2 separate regions of the Mus musculus genome follow, and region 2 is linked to region 1. A link is a contact called in public promoter capture Hi-C data. All regions are on one chromosome and are shown on one strand. The core of a region is the stretch at or near the end of the contact, and the rest is flanking DNA. Distances in the headings are between cores, read along the strand shown. Region 1 overlaps Brca1 (breast cancer 1, early onset). Region 2 overlaps Meox1 (mesenchyme homeobox 1).

Region 1 (5,914 bases), core at 1,577-4,076:
TTTCTTTTTGATTAAAAAGAAAAAAAATTCCTAAACTTGCATTTCAAACCTTAGATTTGTCTAGGTATTTCTTTCCTGTGTTTATCTTTCACTAGCTGGGCAACTTCTGAGGGTTCCCCATCCTGTATTCCTCTACAGAGTCCTAGGCAGAGTGTACAGCAAGTCTGGAGCAAGTATTGGTCAGACTCTCTGTGCCTGACCATGTGATCTCAGTTAATTGGCTTATTTTCTCTGAATTAAAATAGCGATACTTTTTTTTGGTTTTGTTTTTTTTTTTTTTTTTTTTTTTTTTTTTTGGTTTTGTTTTTTGAGACAGGGTTTCTCTGTGTAGCCCTGGCTGTCCTGGAACTCACTTTGTAGACCAGGCTGGCCTCGAACTCAGAAATCCGAATCAGCCTGCCTCTGCCTCCCGAGCACTGGGATTAAAGGCATGCGCTGCCACGCCCGGCTTCTTTTTTTTAACATACATATTTGTATGTATGTATGTGGATATGCCACCAGGGTAAATGTGTGGAGGTCAGGTGACACAGTCTGTGCGGCAGTGCTGAGGATCAAATCAGGTCCTCCTGTGGTGGCAAGTGAGCTGACTCACTGGTCCCGTGGTGTGGTTTGAATCATCTTGCTATAGCTTCTGTTTCTCTTAAAGCATAAATGTGCTTTTAGCTGCAGCATACGAGTGACTTTTCTTCCCCTTCTTTTTTTTTTTTAAAGATTTTATTTTATTATATGTAAGTACACTATAGCTGTCTTCAGACGCTCCAGAAGATAATCAGATGGTTGTGAGCCACCATGTGGTTGCTGGGATTTGAACTCAGGACCTCTGGAGGAACAGTCAGTGCTCTTAACTGCTAAGCCATCTCTCCAGCTGTCTTCTTTTTTTTTTTTTTTTTTTTTTTTTTAAGATTTATTTATTGATTATATGTAAGTACACTGTAGCTGTCTTCAGACACTCCAGAAGAGGGAGTCAGATCTCGTTACGGATGGTTGTGAGCCACCATGTGGTTGCTGGGATTTGAACTCCTGACCTTCGGAAGAGCAGTCGGGTGCTCTTACCCACTGAGCCATCTCACCAGTCCCCCCGTCTTCTCTTCTTAAAAAGTACAAAACTAAATGAAACTGGGAATTCTTAGTATTACTAAGGTCACTTTGTTGTCACCAAAGACAGCATCCCCTGTTGGTTCCAGCACCCCAGTGGCAGAGGCAGGTGGATCTCTGAGTTCCGGGCCAGGCTGGTTTACATGGTGAATGCCAGGCCAGCCAGGCCTACAAAGTGACACCTTGTCTTAACAAAATAAGACAAAAATTGATTAAAAGACTTAAATCTTCTCATGGTCCTTTCTGGATTTATTTGGGGCTCTGTCAATATGTCTGTCACCTAATTCTGTCCCTTAGCTGCTTGTTTTTTAAGTTTCAGCTTTTTATTCCATCTGTCTTAGCCATACTGTATTAAATCTGACATTCAATACACTACTGTGTTGTTTCTTGGGTCTCTGATCCTATTCCCAGAAAGATGCTCATTATTTGATCAGGATTCATTGTTTTAAGTGTTTTTATATCAAGTATCTATTCAAGACAGGTAGCTTTGATGTTGAGTTGCACGGACAAGCAAAATGATTGCAATGGACTTTCCCTATGTTCATATAGAACTGAAGGGTAAGAGATGATACAGAGTGCCTCATGTGGAATCACTGATATACTTTGTGATGCTCATGGTGTGTGTATAGTATATGTGTAGTGTGGGTGTGTGTGCAGTGAAGGTGCAAGATTGTCTCCTCCCACCCACTATGTAGGACCTAAGGATTAACCTCATGTCATTAGGCTTGGTGGCAAGTACCTTTTCACACTGAACCATCTTGCCAACCCTCCTACCTCCCCCCCCCCCATTTTGTAACTCAAAGATTTAATTCATTTGTCCATTTTCATATTAAACACTGGCTGTGAAGTTCCTCTGTGATGGGCAGTGGTACGGGACTTAGGGTTGCATACCTTGTACGCCCATGACCTTGGCATTCCCAGTGTGAGGGAAGCTTAGACAGGGGAATCTCAACTTTGAAGCTAGCCGAGGATACATAGACCGCTCTTCAAAACAAAAAGAACACAAAATCAACAAGGATTCCTCCTCCCATCAGGGAAGTTGTGTGTTCCCCTGAATGTAGTGATGCTTTGGCAGCCTGAGCCACGTAATGAGGCACACTGCTGTCCTGATAGACAGGTATTGCTGGGCTTTGAAAGATTAGAAAAGATTACCAAATGGGAAAAGAGGGGATGTGGGAACTGAGGCAAAGATACAGATGGCCTGAATGCATAGGGACCGCCACTGAGCAGTCTAGTGTCTCTAGAAAGCTGGGCTGATGGGAAATGCTGGGCGTCAATAACAGATAGGATCAAGCTGTCCTCAGACTTTGGAATGGTTTATCTAGGAATCTGAACTTTGACTTGAGGGCAGTAATGACGAAGTTCTTTAGCGCTGAAAAATACTAGCTTATTAACTGAGCTGTGTTACGCCATTTGAGGCCCTTTTGGAAAAAGGATTCTTGATGTAAAGAGATAAACGTGGTAACCTGTCTGGCTTTGTCCTCCCTGGTGCATTTGAGCACCTATACCTATAGTAGAATTGTCTTAAGTTTTACATTCCTTCCTGTAGGAAAAGCCACTGCAGTAGTGGTCCGATTACTTTTCTTTCTGATTTTCTGGTATGTTTACTGGCCATGTGGAAGTTAGATGGCATAGCTGTGAGTGTTATTAATTCAGCTTTTAAAGAATTGGTCTGATATCTGTGTGGGGCCTTGGCTAGGATTTGATCAGTGATGTCAGTACTCACGGGTACCACGTGGTGGCATTGGTGGCACTGCAGATGTTGGCAGCATTACAGTCTCAGTAGCAGTGGGAACCTTTGTAAAGCTCGAAATTACGTTTTGTTTATTTGGTTTTTTCATCATAAAGTTCTCCTGGGAACTATGAATTTATCATAGCTGTAGGAAGAATATGGCTTGATTTTAGTGGAAAGCAAAGTCACTTTCAAGGTCAAAAGACAGAGAAGGTGAAACAGATTTTGTTCCCCTCCAGCAGCTGAAAACCTAGCATCGGCATTTCTTCTAAAAGTGATGAAGAGACATACATATTGGGAAATTCTTTATTTGTCCACATCCTTTGCTTGTCAAATACCTTAGACTTGCTAGATTGTCTGTGACAGGATCTCACTGTGTAGTCTTGGCTATCCTGGAACTCACTATATAGACCAGGATGGCCTCAACTCAACTCAACTACTGCTATTAAAGCTATTATGCTTAGCTGAAATTACTCTTTTTTTTTGTTTGTTTTGTTGTTGTTGTTGTTGTTTGTTTGTTTTGTTTTCTGCTTTCAAGACAAGGTTTCTCTGTGTAACAACTCTGGCTATTCTGGAACTCACTTTGTAGACCACTCTGCAATCTGGCCTTGAACTCACAAAGATCTACCTGCCTCTACCTCCCAAGTACTGGGATTAAAGGTAGCTAGATTACGTCTTAAGGTGGATCAGTAAACAGTATGAACCTATGGGAAAGAAGAGTTCATTTTCTTGAATTGAAAACAGTAATTTGGGCTGGAGAGGTGGCTCAGCGGTTAAGATAACTGACTGCTCTTCCAAAAGCCCTGAGTTCAAATCCCTGCAACCACATGGTGGCTCACAGCCATCTGTAATGGCATCTGATGCCCTTTTCTGGTGTGTCTGAAAGTCAGTTACAGTGCACTCACACACGTTAAATAAATAAATAAATAAATAAATAAATCTTTTATAAAAAAGAAAAGAAAAAGAAAACAGCAACTTGTTATAGGCTTTCTAGAACATCGTAGGAAATTATTCAACACTGAATCCATGTAAAAACTAAATTTACTTGGATCTAAGCACAGCGATGTATCTTTTCACTCAGCTACAAATACATTTTTAAATTTTAAAAATAATAAGAAATAAATAAATGGGGCTGGAGAAGGGGCTCAGTGGTTAACAGACCACTCAGTTCAGAGGACCTGGATTCAGCTCCAGCTGATGGCTTCAATGCCCTTCCGTGACCTCTGAGAGCATCGGGCACGCACATGGAGATAAATCATTCATAAACCTGAACTTAAAAAAAATTTTTTAACTAGGCATTTTGTAGACTAATTAAATGTCTTATCTCACAGTAGCGAGTCTTTAGAACACAGTTTATATAGTTTGTGAACAGATTCTTGTGAATTTAAGCTTAAAGTACTGTAATTACCCCAGTCTGTCCCCCATCTTTAAAAGAAAATGAGGAGCTACAGTGAAGCAGATCTATCTGGAAGAGCTCGAGGGTGCACTCTCCTCCAACATCATTTTCAAACAATTGCAAGGTCATTAACCACATGAGTATGGTTGGATTAAAGGGTATTCAGCCAGAACTCATAATTCCATATTAGGTGATCTCAGCTCCCATGCTAAAATTAATTGCTGTGACATATTCTTACTTCGTGGCACATCTCTCAGAGTATATAACTTTCTTGGTGTTCTTGTTTGGTTTTGCAGCAGCGGGCGACCATGAAGTATAACCTGATAAAGCTGCAGCAGGAAATGGCTCACCTGGAAGCTGTGCTGGAGCAGCGTGGGAACCAGCCTTCTGGCCACTCCCCTTCCCTCCTAGCGGACCCTTGTGCCCTGGAAGACCTGCCAGATCTGGAACCAAACATGTCAGGAGCAGGTGTGTAGTGCTGAACAAATGCCAGTGTTACAAGCAAACTTCTTCCCTCCCTCGACCCTCTGTTTCCTTCGAAGAGTGAGGACTGAGTTCCAACATTGTGTGATCTTTGCTCAGTGCAGGTTTACTGAGTTGCTCCACGAGTAACTTGGGAACCTTAGACCTAGTCCCTGCTCACGAGAGCTGTGCCACTGAGAGGGACCCAAGGGAATCTTAATTCATGTTCTTCTCTGGGTGTTTAGAAGGAGATGCTATGGACCCCATAGGAAATAGAAATAGTTCTTGCACTTCGTTGTTAGAGAGTAGTTATAGGTAGCCCCATCATTTCAGAAAGCCATGTGAAAATAAGACCCATTCAGATGAAATCCTTACAGTGATAGATCACAAAGTGAAGATCTGCTTCCTGGGTTTTCTGATTTATAAGACGAGATCTTTGGTTTCAGGAGCTTCACCTTATGTTTTCAAGTAGAAAGTGGGCTTTGGTGGTCATGTTGGTAATCCCAGCAGTTGGGGTGTGGAGGCAGAGGGATCAGGAGTAAGGGAAGTTTTCATTTAGAGAATCCTGGTGTGCGGCAGGCCACCCACAGGAGGAGTTGGTGCTTAGGAACAGATGAGGGCAGTGAGCCTTCTCGGAGTTTCTTCACTGAAGTCCTACATGACTTGCTGCTCAAGTTCCTCCTGCAACCCTTCCTGTACAGTCCTCTGGACCCTGAGGCCCTCCTTTGACTATTAGGGACTCAAGTCTGTTCATCATTCAGTCAAGTGACCTTGGTCTCCACACGTGCCTTGTCATATTTCCATGCTCAGAAAGAAACAGTAGCTCATGCAAGGGAAGCTGCTTGTAAAGCTCTCTCCTTGAATACTTTCTTTGTAAGCGCATCTTCATTTAGTTCATCACCAGATAATGAAGCCCAGAGTCCCATCCCCTATACAGTAATCTCTGGGTACTGTCACTGTCATTACTGTGAAAATAGACAGGACTTTCAGTGCTCTTACACAAGATAAGACTTGTTAGTGTCTGGCTTTGAATATCTGCCTAAACCTACTACCTCATATTTGGCATACACAATAGAGGGTTGGTTGAAGGTTTGTGTTGTTTTGTTTTTAGCTCCCACTGAATGTCTCCCGATAAAGTGTTCCTTTGTGGCTCATTTCTAAAATACTTGACTGTCATGAGCAACTCCAGAGTTGAGCCTTTCTTACCTTAGGCTGATGTATTAAGAGAA
Region 2 (5,914 bases), core at 2,046-4,545, 360 kb before region 1:
GAGAAAAAGGCCAGCTGTTATTAACGCCATCTCGGGTTTTTTCAATGGCATTTCATGGAATGGAAATATTGAAACAATTAATATCTTGATATCTGCCCTGTATTTTAGGTTTTAAGAGTACTCCCACACACATTAGCTTATCCAGGTCTTCCCGAAATCATGGAGACCGTGGCTCTGGTGCTGTGCTTTGAGATGAGCCTTGGAAAGCCAGGCTGGGCGGTGCATGGACTGAAGATCCAGACCACTTGGAAAGTGGACGCAGGGAGATGAATAGTTCAGGGCTATCTTCCACTACCTATCAAGCCTGAGGCCAGCCCAAAAGGCAGGAAATTCTATCTTAAAAAAAAAAAAAATTAACTTTGGAAAGAGGTGGTTTATTTTCTCCAATTTCTCCAATTTCTTGGAAAATAGGAGAGTTGGGATTGAATCCGCAGTGTAATTCCCCTCCATATCCCACTCCCCGCAGCTGTGACAAGGAGGGGCTGGGAAGTACCGTGGGCCCCCTGGGACTGGAGTTCGTGGATACCCTGACTCTCAGCGGTCACTGGGCTTCCTGGCCTCATCGGCTGGGATGTGCTCCGGGGAGGCCTTCGCATCCGCTGCGTGACCGACCCTCCCAGGCCCGCTGCCAGCAGGGTTAGCAGCGCTGGCAGCCACCAAGGCGGGAGGACTCCTGGGGGACCCACCCGGAGACTGCATGTCCTTCCCATCCAGCCCCCGCTCAGGCATCCCGGCAAGGTCTGGGCCCGCCTTCTCCAGCCAAGAGCCAGCGTCCACGGAGCAAAGAGCCAGTGGCTGGTTCCTTCCTTCTGGCCTGCGAGGGGGTGGGGCGTCCACCTCCGGACCCTATTGGGAGTTGAGCCGCAAGCACCCTCACCCGCCCCACTCCCTGTGCCTTCCAACCACCTTCCTGAGCCCTTCTTTCCTTCCCTGGCGGCCAGATGACAGCTAAAGAAACTGAAGTACAAGGGAAGCAGTCAGCACCAGAGTTACAAACTGGATCTCGGGGTTAAAATGGGGTCCCCAGACATCTCCACAAGTTGGCTTCACAGCTAAGGGTGTGGGCGGTTTCCCTTGCCGAACTCATCCCAGTCTGCATTCTTCCACCCACCCTGGATGTAGGTGGTTTAGACTCCAGGCCTCTGAGGACCAACAGCCTCAGTCAGCTGTGTGGGCCAATTCTCATGAGGGAACGAAAGTAAACAAAGGTGCAGGCAGCTCACAGAACGCACATTCCCCCACCCAAGGTCTCCAAGATTAACAAGAGTCATAAAAGAGAAAGTGCCACATTATGCCCGCCCGCCCCCCCCAAGGCAGGAAAGGTTCCTGTGACAGTTGGCTATCCAACTTTGTGAATTATACAAGTATGTTAGTCTCCTGCCTGTGACTACTGCTCTACTCCACCGCTAACTGCTGCTAAGGGAGAGAGGCACAGCGGCCTGCTCTTCATCCAAGACGCAGCCCCTTCTATCAACACCAGACTTCACAGTTCGTGAACTCTTCAAAGACAGTGTGGATTAAACTGCCTGGGTCTGAGTCCTGCCTCCACCACTTAGCAGCTAGGTGAACTGTGTGTTTGGAGTTCGGGTCTATAAAATGTGGTCAATGCTGAAACCACTTGGTTGGAGTGCTGTGGCGAGGAAGAAGTAAATGCCGGTGCAGACACTGTTTGCTGGCCCTGTCGTGGGTTAGGACTGAGCCCCTGTGTCTAACAGAAGCCCAGTCCTCAGGCTTCCGGAAGGTTCTCCAGATTTGGCCTCCTGGGGCCGACTTCAGTGTGAGTGACCAGCTTCCCTGACGTGGTGATGCAGCTGGGGTCCAGGGAACAGTCCAGTGACCCGGTCTTAAAGCAGTGCTGTATAAACTTGACCAGAATGATCCAGAATGATCATCAGGAGGGCTTGTCTAAACAGGTTGTTGCGGGGCTGGGGCTGTGTTGCTTCTGTTGATAAAGAGCCAGTTGTGCAAGCATGAGGACCTGAGCCCAAGCCCCGGAACACATGTTTAAAAACACAATTCTGGACATGGTGGTAAATGCCTGGAATCTGAGGAATGAGCAAGTAGAGACAGGAGGGTCCCTGGGCATACTGGTCAACCCGTCTAGCCAAACCGGCCAGCTCCGGGTTCAGTGAAGGACCTAGTCTCAAAAACTAAGGTAGAGAAACCATTGAAATGGCTCAGTGGGCAAAGACTCTTACTGAAGAACCTAACACACTGAGTTCAGTCTCTGGAACCTTACAGCAAATGGAGAGAACCAACTCTCAGAAGCTGTCCTCCCCACTACATACATACAAACATACAAACATACATACATACAAACATACATACATACATACATACATACATACATACATACATACATTATTTAAGACCTAAGTTAGAGGGTGACACAGAAAGACAGCCAATGCTGACATCTGGCTGCCACACATGCACACACACACATATGTGCACATACACATATATGCACATACACACAAATAATGTGCACACACATACACACGCACACAGGTGAGCACACACACACACATGCACACACACAAGTGTTGATTTTCCCATCCTACTCCAGTGAGTTTGTGACTCAGCAGTGATTTCTATCTACTTCACACAAGTTTTCAGTCGAAGCTCACGCTGGGAGCACACCCTCTTTCCTGGTCTCACAGTGCTAAATGCCTTCCCCAGACCAGGCATGGGGCCCAGGGCCAGAATACCAAAATACCCAAAATACCCTGGCAAGGCTGGAGGGTATCCTCAGCCACACCTCCCTTCCTAGGAACTTTGTTTGTCTTGAAGTGTGGAGACCCCTGAGCTGCAGGCTACTGAGGCCTTCCCAGAGTCAGGCTGGGACTACAGACGTTAAACAGCCAAGCAGTGCTTTGCCTGCCTCAGGAAGTGAAAATCTAACGAGGGGAACGGAAGTGAGCAGAGTACACTTGAGACTGGGACCATCTTAGGGACAAGATGCTGGAAGGAATGAGGGATGCCAGGGCTTCTCAGTGTAATTTAAAAGCGAGACAGACGAGGAAATGCTGCCCAACTGTTTACAAACTAATGGATGGATGAGAATGAGCCCTCTCATGTCATGAGCTCACTATGTCTCCCCCATGTGGGGGTCTTCTTTTCACAGACAACCAGGAGAACGGAGGAGGGAAGCCAGAAGGCAGCAGCAAAGCCCGGAAGGAGAGGACAGCCTTCACCAAGGAGCAGCTACGGGAGCTGGAGGCAGAGTTTGCCCACCACAACTACCTGACCCGGCTCCGGAGATATGAGATTGCAGTCAACCTGGACCTTTCTGAGCGGCAGGTGGGGCCTGGGTGCTTGCGCTGCTGTCTTCTCGCCTCCCTTCCCAGTCACCCCTGCCTGCCCCCCCCCCCTTTACCCAGCCACAGCGGTACCGAAGACCACCCCATGGAGAGTTATCAGAATTCCACCGATGGAGAATCTGTAATTGATCTGGGAGGGAGCCCAGTTTTCCAACGGTCCCCCGGGGTACTTCTCATGTGAACAAGAACTGGGACATGTGTGGTCTGATTTCCCTCAAACTTGAATCAGCATTTGCCTCAGAGTCACCAAGGCAATTGTTTACATGGGAATTGTGCAAGCCCTGTTGTCAAGGAGACAGGGCATGTAAGGGGGGTGGGGGAAGCCCAGAGTAATTGTCAGAGACTTTCCACCTCTGCCCACATCCAGAGAGTAGGCAGGCCTTAGTGCGGACCTGTGTGGTCCCTGGATCCTTATGGGGTATCAACAAGTGAGGGTTCCAGATCTTGAGCAACGTGGCGAGGGGGTGACCCTAACCCTGGAGAGACCTGATCCTTTTGCTTCCTCTTTCAGGTCAAAGTCTGGTTCCAGAACCGGAGGATGAAGTGGAAACGTGTGAAGGGGGGTCAGCCTGTGTCCCCACAGGAGCAGGACCGAGAGGATGGGGACTCTGCAGCTTCTCCAAGTTCAGAGTGAGATGCTCCAAAGACCAAAACCAAGAAAGACTGAAGGAACCCCCTCTCCAGTTCCCACCACCCGGTCCCACCCTCTCACATCTCTGGACCCACCCAGGGCAGCCTGCACACACTCTAAGGTGTGAAGTTGCCCAGTATGTGGGAGCCTTGAATTTCCCAGAAGGCTTAGCTCAGCGTCCTTACATCTCAGCAGCCCCTTCCCCAGGCCTTCAACTTCCCACTCTCTCTTGAACTCCAAAGGACTGGGAAACTATAGAAACAGAGCCTGGGGCCCTCTTTTCTGGGTCTCTTGGCTACTACCCACACCTAGCATCCCCCTCTTACATCAGGGTCTCCTCTGGGTCTGGCCCCATCTGGCCTATGCAGAATCCATTCCTTGGTACCAGCTGGTGACTTGTAAAAGCAAACCTCTCTCCAGATGTTCACACCGTTGAGTTGAAGGTTAGGAAGTGGCTCCTGTGTCTAAGGACGGAGAGGATAGCACAAGAGCTGATGGATGAGGACTGAGATACGTGGACCTTGGAAGTAGAACGTTCTCAGGCTGCAGCGTCTTGTGTTCTCCAAGGACTCTGACTGCAGATAAGGACAGGAAAACAACCCATCTTCCTCCATGGGATGCATTTGGACCTATCCTGCGTGTTCCGGAAAAAGCTTTGTGGGAAGACCTCCCAGGTTCACACACATGCGCAGCTCAGATCTCAGACCCAACTTCTGAGGATGCTCCTGTGAGGACTGGTGGGAAAACAGCCTCAGGCAACAGTCTCCTTGGAAGAGACCCCTGTGTGCCTCAGTATTAGATGGTGGATCTCCCAGATCCTGCTGATGTTGCAGAAGGAGGGTCAGCAAGTATTTGAATTTCTTGCATGGAGATCTGATTGTGAGTGTTTAAAAATAACCCCAGTTCCCTTCCCCACCCCATCAAGACAGAAGCTGTGGAAAATGATTGTCAAATGAGATGGCAAGTTAGAGCATGTATCAGTTTTCCCCTACAGCATATTTCATATGTTTTTTTTTCCTAAGATTACATCAAGCTAATTGTGCAAGGTCAATTCACTTTGTAAGAAAACTCTCAGAGAAATAAATCAACAAAAAAATGCAGTTTCCAGCCTTTTTCCTTATAGATTTCAGAGTCATGGCTCTCATGTGTAATGCTGACGCTCGTCTAATGATTATCCAGACAATGTCTAGAAGGAAAGAGAGAAAGGAGGGAAGTCACCTAGACCAAAGCGCCCTCTCACAGGTTCTTCAGGAGATGGGTATGGGGCTGGAGAGATGGCTCAGTGGCTAGGATGTTCTCAGCAGGGACATCAGCGCACAACTGCCTGTAACTCCAACATCAGGGGGATCTGACATCCTCTTGTGGTTCTATGGGCATAGCACCCAAATGTGCATACAGATTTTCTCTCTCCCTCTCTCTCCTTCTCCCCCCCCCTCTCTCTCTGTGTCTCCCACACACACACTTAAAACTTGGGACTGAGGCAAGAAGCTCAGTGGATGAAGTGCTAGCATACTTAGTGAGTTTCTGGTTAGTGAGAGACTTTGTTGCAAAAGTGTGTACGCGCGCACACACACACACACACACACACACACACACACACACACACACACACACGCACGCACAGAACACTGACTACTCAGAAGCTGGAGAGATGGCCCATCAGTTAAGAGCACTGACTGCTCTTCCAGAGGTCCTGAGTTCAGTTCTCAGCCACCAAATGGTGGCTCACAACCATCTGTAATGGGATCTAATGCCCTCTTTTGGTGTATCTGAAAACAGCTATAGTGTACTCATAGAAATAAAATAAATAAATCTTAAAACAGACAAACAAACAAACGCCACTGACTGCTCCTTCAGAGGACCCTGGTTCAATTCCCAGCACACACATGGTGACTCACAGTGGTCTGTAACTCCAGTTCCAGGGGATCTGACAACCTTCTCTGCTCCTCTGGCCTCCTTGAGT

Evidence for each region. Promoter capture Hi-C pulls out the DNA fragments that hold promoters and counts their contacts.
Region 2: a promoter capture Hi-C map of liver shows a contact between it and region 1, with 4 times the contacts expected there. The contact joins two enhancer-like sites. A contact is called at or near these places in 1 of 39 promoter capture datasets (liver) and 1 of 9 other capture datasets (pancreatic islet).

The regions. Positions count from the first base shown.
Region 1 is chr11:101,516,048-101,521,961 of GRCm38.p6, reverse strand. It overlaps Brca1 (breast cancer 1, early onset), which reads left to right. Exons shown (of 23, transcript NM_009764.3): 12 at 4,520-4,691. Among named protein-coding and RNA genes, the nearest start is that of Brca1, 33 kb to the left of the region's middle. Within about 2 kb of position 2,826, at least 7 of the 459 cell types and tissues checked have an H3K27ac peak or open chromatin away from gene starts, as enhancers often do. A contact at or near this core is called in liver, where this site is marked.
Region 2 is chr11:101,876,647-101,882,560 of GRCm38.p6, reverse strand. It overlaps Meox1 (mesenchyme homeobox 1), which reads left to right. Exons shown (of 3, transcript NM_010791.3): 2 at 3,125-3,300; 3 at 3,832-5,051. The coding sequence ends at 3,954. Among named protein-coding and RNA genes, the nearest start is that of Meox1, 15 kb to the left of the region's middle. Within about 2 kb of position 3,295, at least 30 of the 459 cell types and tissues checked have an H3K27ac peak or open chromatin away from gene starts, as enhancers often do. A contact at or near this core is called in liver, where this site is marked.